3 separate regions of the Mus musculus genome follow, and all the other regions are linked to region 1. Evidence: chromatin contacts called from public Hi-C and HiChIP or PLAC-seq data. All regions are on one chromosome and are shown on one strand. Each heading gives the region's core, a stretch centred on a gene start, on an enhancer-like site or on the middle of the called end of the contact. The rest is flanking DNA. Distances are from core to core; before and after follow the strand shown. Region 1 overlaps Gm30905 (a long non-coding RNA gene). Region 2 overlaps Gm29478 (a long non-coding RNA gene). Region 3 overlaps Gm29478 (a long non-coding RNA gene).

Region 1 (2,700 bases), core at 167-2,666:
GGACAAAAAGCGTCATGTTTTTTGAGGCCTTTTAAAGCATTTAATAAAGCATGAAAAGATATGACATCAATCCTACTGAAACACAAGAGAAAATGAATGATGTTACTGTAAATCTTTACATCAATCACATCCAATACTTTGGAAAACAATATAGTTTTGTTTGGATTTCAGAAGTGACAAACAACGTTTGTGACTGGCTTAACATAGTCACTTTCTATTAGTCAAGACCAGAAGCAAGTCAGAGTTAAAATGTGGCCCTGCGTTGCTAGGCAGCTGAGTTGTCTTGACACGGTGGTTAGTTTCCTTTTCACTGAATGACAACAGTGAAATGAAAGAAGTTTTGAAAAACTTGATAATGGTTTTCAAAGGAAACGAATAATTGGTGGTGCTCGCTTGTGCAGCACTGTGTGCAAAATTTCAGGCAGCCATGAGAGAGGACTGTCACTAAAAATTTAAAGTCTTGGACGAAAACTTGACCTAGAGTCTTCTCCAGGTTTTGGCGGTTCATTTTCCAAACACCCCTCTGAGACCAAGAGGTGCAGGATGAAAGCATTAAAACAGATGGGTAAAAGCCCCCAAAGAAAAAAAAGAACCAATGATTGTGATTTAATCCACTAATGAAAGGGAGGAATTAAGTAAAATCTTAAATATGAGCAACGTGTAAAAGACTGTTAGATCGTACCTATAACAAAAATGTATTAACCGCATGGTAGGTTACAGTCAAGCAGACGCTTGAATTAAACACATGGAATATAAAAGGGTCCACATTCACTGACTTACCCTGCATAGGATAAAGCAATTGTGCTAGCATCAGTTTTGAAGATATTCCTATCTAAAGGCTTATGGAAGTCACCACAACTTGAACATCTATTGTCTGATGTTAAAGTTAAATACAGCATATGTTTAATAAAAGCAAGCAGATTAACAAAAACATGAAGACCAAAACAAAACAGATAAAAAACAAAACAAAACAAAAATATACACACACGCGCACACACACACACACACACACACACACACACACACACACAGAGAGAGAGAGAGAGAGAGAGAGAGAGAGAGAGAGAGAGAGAAATACATGTATACGTGTTGCTCACTATTTCAGCCAAGTGCAAGAACTTTTTGTTTCACTCTCTTTGCCATTAATTTACCCAGAATTTTAAAAACTGAGCAAAATGGACTCATATTGAAAGAAAGGACCAATTAGTGTTGGATTAACATTCATGGTTATTTACAGTTGTTTTTGTACTTGTCCCTGTGCTCTGACTTCCTAAAATTTCACAACCCAAAGATTTAGAAAAATGGGGTTGTTTAGACGCAAAGTGCAATGAAGTGGCCGTGACTATTGTGTAGACACCACCTCTCTCATTATACCCTCTCAATCAACACTCAGTACACAGGAAACCGCAATAAAGCCCATCTGCCACGGTTAATCTGCAGGCAAACCCACACCCATGTCTATGCCCGTTACTCTCCAGCCTTATTATTCTCAGATCCAAAGCTTCATAAGGGATCAGCCAAAGTCCATTAAAGTAAATAATAGCCAGAAATGACAGGCTTAGCAAGGATTGGGAGGAAGTTGAACACCAATCTGAGCTCTGAGCTCTGATTAATAGAGAAAAGCATTAGGAGAAAAGGGGAGAAAAATGACCTCAGTCTGCTCCAAAGAATTCCTGAACCTTCGTTGTTAGGGCAAGTGCTACCATCTGAGACGTTAGTGATCCTTGAATTTCCTTCACTTTGATGCAGCTCAAATGGGAAAATTCTGAAGGTTCAGCAAGGTCCCAGACCTCAGCTGGAGAGCTGTCTGGAGTCAACCCTGTCAAAATTCTCTTGTGCAAGAGAAAGCCTTTATTAGCTAGATTGCAACAACAACAATAACAACACCCACAAATGCGCTACACGGTCTCATAAGGAGGCCTGCCTGTGCTCTAAATTGCCTATGCATTTATTGTTTCCTTGTTCATAGTCAGTTTTTAAAAGTCTCCAAACAAATGCACTAAAATAAAACAATAGGGATTCTTAAAATGAATGTTTTGCAGGAGGAACTAGCTGAATTTAGTGTGCTGATAGGCAAGTAGGTCTGTATTCCTGTGTGTGGGGTGGAGTAGTCAAGCACTTATTCAATTTAATTTTAAAATGTGGTATTTCTTTTCATCATACAACGAAGGGGAAACAAACCTTCGCAAGCATTTTAAAATCTGTTCAGTCAAGTAAAAATCTTAAAATATAGCAGATATTATAACTGTAGGTTTTTATATAAATTGACTGGTTGGGGGTGGTACAAGAAACAACACAATCCTCAAATTAGCTGAAAATTTCTTTCCCCGCCACTTAAATGTAAATACCTTTTGAACTTCTGTTTGGTTTGTTTCTTAATGTAAGTGGTCTGGGAGGGTCACACCCCACCCCACCTTTCTCCCCACATAGGCATATTTGCTCTTGAAATGGGACAGGTTTAGTTTGGAATTTTGCTACAGCTCTTCACAAAGCTCTGAAGAAATTTGTGTCTGCTAGATACCGTCTGTGGTCAGGAAGAATTCACTTCGATCTGCTCCATGATTTTTTTTTAAATACTTGTACAAAACCGTATTTGTTTTACAAAACGCAGACTGAGATGAGAGTCCTGGCGAGAACTCTCAGAAACTGGGAGGCTTTTTAAAGTAAGAGAAACTAACGGCACAGCTCTGCCTGCCTCTG
Region 2 (2,905 bases), core at 59-2,558, 850 kb after region 1:
CTGTATTAGCAGCAGGAACTCTGAAGCTTCTTATTTTAATTAAGAAAATATTTTCAATATTGTTCTACAGTTTATATAAACAGTGAGAAATATTTTGCACTTTAAAAATGTGGGTTAAAACAAAACTAGGTAATGTTTCTTTTATTTGAGCCAAGAAAAATAGTACCACGAATCCTTTTCTCATATTGCTGTGTGGAAATAGTTTTCCACCTAAAACCCCTGGCTCTCTCTTTTTCTTATAAAATGTATGCATGCAAAGATGCTAGTGTGAGATACGTTTCCAGGCACATTTATTCTAATGGTGAAGCTGGCTTATTTTGTGACACATTTTATATTTCCATGACAAACCGAATGCTTTTTGTCCACCAGTGATGTAGAATAATTAATCAGAGCCATCCTGGGAGGAGGACCCATCCCATTCTGTGTTGGTTTGTAAAACATCCCTGGGTGAGAGGCCTCTCAGCAGGCTCACTCACGTTACCTGTAATTTTTCACATGTGTATAGTTCATCACTAGTGACACTCTGGCTTTCAGATCAGTCATCTCTTAGAACTTAAAATTGATATATCAGTCTCAGCATAAAATGCTATCATTCCCGTGGACCAACTGTTTACCGGAGTATAACTCCTCCTGTGTCTCATTTCATCACACTGTTCCACACAGTGATGTTTCAATGTGAAATGAAGTTTTTTCATGCTGTGCCCCTGAGTAGAAAAAAGACAGAAGTACATGTATGATAAATGGTGAAGATTCCGTGATAACCCTTGGAAAACAATATAGTGTAGAAGCATTCTGTATTATATTTGCTTTAATAATTTAAGGCATAAATGTGGCTTTTAAACTTTTATAACAAATACGATTTATGCAGCAGTGAGAAATGATCAATTATATTTTCTGTGAATCACTTCATCTTCCATCTTATACAGAAATTAACAGCACGCTACTGCTGTTGAATTGCCATGGTGGAATATTTGTGTAGGCTACGCTATTAGTAAAATGTAAAATCACCATCATGTTGTTCAACTCTATGTCTTTAATTACAGTTTTGCAAGAGAAAGGATTTACTTTAAATTTTTATTAAGTCTATTCACTTTGTCTATGTGGGGCTGGGGACCGAATTCTGGCTTTTAATAGCAACAACAGAATTTAGGAAAAACATCTTGTTGAATTCCCTTATGCCTGAAAGACACTGTCGTGTTTGCATTCTTTCTTGGCACAAAGTGCATTTTCTTTGTGGCTCTGAGTGTCGCCTGGCTGTGGCATCGGCATCCCACTGATTATTACGAGGGCTGATTCAACGGCTTTGGCTCACTGGGCTGGGTTCTGTAGACTTCCTTCACAACCCTAAAAGCTGTGCATTGGCAGAAGATGATGACATCCCTGGGGAGACTAGAACCACTTAATTTTTGTCAAAATGGAAATGAGTTTTTCCTTTTAGCACATCTTGATTTGATCTGATAGGTTATTTTAAAAATGGAAGGCAAGATTGTTTCACCAAAAATGGATGCAAACAATGTTTTAAATTTGATATGGCATTGCAAATACTCAACGTTTTCCAGAGAGAACATTTTTTAGTTTACATTTGAAATTCTTACCTTTTTATTTTCACTATTGTACTGTGTATGCTTTAGATTATTTCACTGTGTGCTTTTGAGATGATGTCTAAGCACTAAGCCACAGCCACAAGATATATGATGAGTTGTTTAACTAAAGGTAGAGTGATTACAAAGAATTCTGAAGGTTGAAACATACTTTATAGTATGAGTTTTGAAAATAGATTAACTAACAGGTGATTATTTCCATCCTGTTGAAAGTATAAGAAATTCAGTAATGACTAAATGACTTGCTGGCGCCTCTTCATTGTGCCTGTGCATGTGTTGGATATGCACAATCATGTAAAAGAAAATAGTTCAAAACTGTGAGCATAACAGACATTTTCATTTGGAGACTAAAATTCTGTTGTGTCTACATTTGTTCAGCAGGTGAGATATTTTGGTAATACTACTATGGCATACTGAAATATTGCTAGAAAACTAAAAGTAATCTGCTTTTATGCTTTGTATTAGCTTAAGGATCTATTACCCAAATAAAATAAATTTGGTGTTATGTTTTCATGTTTAATTAGCCTTGGGAAGAAGGTATGTTCAATAAAAATATATCAGGAATTATACTCATCCCTTTGTGTACTTGTATTATTTTAGGAGAAATTTCAACAGCAGCCTTATTTTCAAAGCTCAGTTCAAGTTGACTTTTCATTACTTGAATAATAGTGTTCTTATGTGTATAGTAAGATGTGTAGTTTTCCTCAGTTTCACAATCCTCCCTGCTACCAATAGCCCACTTCAAGTGGGACATTTATTACAAATGATTAACCCAGTATTTTGTATTCTGTAACAGTATTTTATATTCTGAAATATGGATTTCATTATCTAGCTATTGTTTTAGGAAGCTTTCAAATGCTTACTTAAAGGAGTTTCACAGTTATTCTAGAAGTTTAGGTGGATGGGTTGGTCCTCCAGTTCTAACAAGTATGGAGCCTGAGGCTAGAGGTTATCTTGAGCGTAGGGTTTCAAGACCACTTTGTAAAACAGAAAACAGACATCTCAAAAGGGGAAAAGAGAACATGAACGTGGACTAGAGTCCTTTTCCATGTTAATCTGGTGAAGAAGAGTTAGAATAACAAAACCAGATTATATTTCAAAAGAGAAGTTGGGGAGCTTTGGTAGTTCACAAAGATAGCAACTGAACAGTTAAAAATTGTGGAGAAAAGGTCAGTGCTGCACACACAAGAAGGAAGCCAAGCTGAACACAGCTCCAGCCATGCGGAGCCATGGGAGGGGAGGACAGAGCAGGATTCTAATATGAAAGGTAAGGCAGGCAGCCCCAAGACTGGCACTCGTACCCT
Region 3 (3,070 bases), core at 111-2,610, 870 kb after region 1:
GGTGTTAAAAACCAGATGGAGACCAGGGTGTATTTACTTGGCCTTAAGGTGGTAGAATAAAGAATAAAATATTCAAGCTGGTTGCACTATCAGTTCATTTAAAAATAGAAGAAATATTTAGTGGAACACTACAGAAACTGAAATTTTCTATTAAATACTTCCCTCTCCACCTTTCTTGATCCTTCCCTCCACCACTCCTGCTTACATTCCTAGTCAGCCATCATTGGGAAGAGAGGCCCCTTGGTCTTGCAAACTTTATATGCCTCAGTATGGGGGAACGCCAGGGCCAAGAAGTGGGAGTGGGCGGTAGGGGAGTGGGAGAGAGGATCTGGGGGACTTTCGGGATAGCATTTGAAATGTAAATGAAAAAATACCTATAAAAATTGGAAAAAATGACCTTTTATGTAAAAAAGAAAAAAAGAAAAATATTACTTAATATTTCTAATTAAAATAAAACAAAGATAAAAAATAAGGTGATACTTACATAATAAAGAGAAATTCTAAAGTTACTGTTACTTTAGGCTTGCTACTGTTTCTGTGAGGGATAAAGAAAACATTTGCTAGGAAATGAGTTTCTGCTGAAATCCTACATTTCTGTTTAATTCTCCATACTATAAGTCATAAAATTGCAATTTTTATCAATCTTATAAATGTAATAATTTTCTAGAATATATTCCTAACAAGAACGTTTTCAGAAAGTTATTTTTCTTTATTACTCTTTTTCTAGTTCTTGAATATTTTATTTTATTTATTTATTTTTTAAATTTTTTTATTACGTATTTTCCTCAATTACATTTCGAATATTTTATATGACTAAATAACAATATTATGGTGGGCTAGCTATACATAGATGGTCCTTTTATTACCTTTCATATGAGATTTAAATAGATATTTTCTACATGTCATGCATATATATAACATTGCAATTAAACTGTGTATTTGATATTCATCTACAAATCAGAATTACAAACAACAAATTGTGCAATTAGAATTTTTGACCCATGCACAGTCTTCCATATGTTTTACTGGCCCTTTCATATGTAGCTCACATTTCAAGGTCTATATAGTAGAAACAAGTTGCACATTTACCCAGCAGATGAATAAAGCAATTCCCTTAGGAACAGTGCAAGACTTTCATGTTTGAGCATGTTGCTACTTTGTCAATGAGGTATTAACAATGACACCTTAATGGCAGTAGAGTCATACTTTCACCATATGTCTTACGCAACTTAGTGCTGTGCCCTTTGGCTATATTTAAAAGCTCCTGCTTAAGAAAATGACAGATGAGGTCAACTTGAACTGGCCATAGACCGTGTCATAGATTAAACATTTTCTTTTCGCTTGATTGGCACCGTATTCAGGAAACATGCTAGGAAAAAGCCATGTGGTCACAGTGCCTAACTACTAAAAGTGTGTATGGAATTGAAGGAATATTGCCAAAGTGCCAGGCAAACTATGATTTATAAACATCAAGTGGAGGTTGTTAGCTTCATCATCTGCAGTCAATGAAGGTCTTTATTATCACTAAGTACGTCTTATGAGTTTTATATATTGACTTTCCTTAAGTAAGCCAAGAACTTATAAAAAGATCACTCAAATAGTATTTGCTATAATCCTCACACAATTTTAAGAGCAGGAGGCAGGAGGTCTGTAATGTGAAAACAGGAAAGCAGAGAGAGGCAGGAGGTGAAGCAGATCTGGGTAATTTTAGCTGTTGGTAGAGAAATCATGAACACACCCTGGCTTTAGTCTGCTGAAGTGGAAAGCTGTATACTTATTGTTGGAGCACAAAAGCAGACAGCATGAATTGACTATGGTGGTAAACAACTTCAGCCCTAACACAAATGAAACTGGCCAGTGACTCATTAGGCATTTAGTGTTTTTACTAAGTTTTAGTTTTATGAAAACTAATTCCAGTCTAGTTATTGAAATACTCCATGGGTTAGTTACTTAGAGTTCAATGGAAACCATTGCTTTTCTTATTTTTTTTTTTTTTTGTAAAGCAATTAACCATTGCTTTAAAAAGATTTTTGCTGGCTAAGAAAACAGTTGATGTTCTGGGAGAAAGGAAAACCTGACTCTCACTTCATGATAGCTCTTTCTGTCTTCAAGTGGAGGGAAGGCTTTTGTTCTCTTAGGGAGTGTCACTGTAAGCAAGACACCCCTGAACAGGAGAGGAGAGTTTGCTTTGGAACAGTTATTGACAATTGGTCATTTTCCCTTTGGCTGAAGGGAGTACCTAATTATGAAATGACAGATATTTGATAAAAATCTTTTCAAGTTGGAACAGTTGGCCAACTACTGATCTATTGAAATCACTTGAGCAACTAATTGCTTTTTCCTATAGTATTATGGTCAATTTCTATGGATAAAAGACATGAGTCCCACAGCCATGAGTTAATGAAAGTATCATTTATTTTTAATGAAAAAAATCTCTTGAGTTTGTCCTCACATTGAATGAAGTTTATTTTGGTCATAAACTGATTTCCATAAAAGGTAAATTCAGTATTGACATCAAAATGACATTTTAAAACAACAGTTTCTGTCTGTTTCTCTTCTTTTTTTTTTTTTTTTTTTTTCATTTGGAATAGGATAAGTGCTCATTTGTAAGGAAGCATTGAACTCAAAGAGTTAAGCAGACAGTGGGAAGTAAACAGAAAACATTCTTGTAATGTTAATCGGGAGCCTTCATGGATCTCAAGTGTAGAAATGAATCTGGAGTCAGAAGGATTTAGAAATCTTCCACCAGTTTCCCTTTCAAATTCTTATTTGGTTTGTTTTTCCCTCGTTTACTGCACTTTTAATTTTTGAAAGACAGCTGGGTATGTAGATTGTATTGTTGAATATTGTTTCCCCTTACCTCATGAATTAGTGTGTTATAAACCCATAACCTAATAAGTGCTTTCTACTCCTGGTTGCACGTTCATGAGAGGCAGTGTCCGGTAGGTCCATGTTAAGTTAGGGGTCCTTCTCTCACACATTTGATTATGACCAGGGAAGAAAAAAAAAAAAAAAAAAGACTACAAAATTTGAGTAAGACACATTCAAATAACAGAAATTCCAAGAAGAT

The links. A called contact is a pair of places that touch in the nucleus more often than the background predicts. HiChIP or PLAC-seq counts read pairs in DNA pulled down with a chosen protein or histone mark.
Region 2: a contact with region 1 is called in a Hi-C map of cerebellar granule neurons, with 4 times the contacts expected there. The contact joins two enhancer-like sites. A contact is called at or near these places in 5 of 484 Hi-C or Micro-C datasets (cerebellar granule neurons, cerebellum and neural progenitor cells), 2 of 115 datasets of contacts at active chromatin or transcription factors (astrocytes and embryonic basal ganglia) and 1 of 9 other capture datasets (embryonic trunk).
Region 3: an H3K4me3 HiChIP or PLAC-seq map of neural tube shows a contact between it and region 1, with 11 times the contacts expected there. The contact joins two enhancer-like sites. A contact is called at or near these places in 5 of 484 Hi-C or Micro-C datasets (cerebellum, embryonic stem cells, myocytes and 2 more), 1 of 115 datasets of contacts at active chromatin or transcription factors (neural tube) and 1 of 9 other capture datasets (embryonic trunk).

What each region holds. Positions count from the first base shown.
Region 1 is chr9:90,691,720-90,694,419 of GRCm38.p6, forward strand. All of the region lies in intron 1 of Gm30905 (a long non-coding RNA gene), which reads right to left. Among named protein-coding and RNA genes, the nearest start is that of Gm30905, 12 kb to the right of the region's middle. Within about 2 kb of position 1,417, at least 25 of the 459 cell types and tissues checked have an H3K27ac peak or open chromatin away from gene starts, as enhancers often do. A contact at or near this core is called in cerebellar granule neurons, cerebellum and neural tube, where this site is marked.
Region 2 is chr9:91,544,308-91,547,212 of GRCm38.p6, forward strand. The region is part of intron 2 of Gm29478 (a long non-coding RNA gene); the gene reads left to right. Among named protein-coding and RNA genes, the nearest start is that of Gm29478, 140 kb to the left of the region's middle. Within about 2 kb of position 1,309, at least 3 of the 459 cell types and tissues checked have an H3K27ac peak or open chromatin away from gene starts, as enhancers often do. A contact at or near this core is called in cerebellar granule neurons and cerebellum, where this site is marked.
Region 3 is chr9:91,564,986-91,568,055 of GRCm38.p6, forward strand. The region is part of intron 3 of Gm29478 (a long non-coding RNA gene); the gene reads left to right. Among named protein-coding and RNA genes, the nearest start is that of Gm39400, 140 kb to the right of the region's middle. Within about 2 kb of position 1,361, at least 4 of the 459 cell types and tissues checked have an H3K27ac peak or open chromatin away from gene starts, as enhancers often do. A contact at or near this core is called in neural tube, where this site is marked.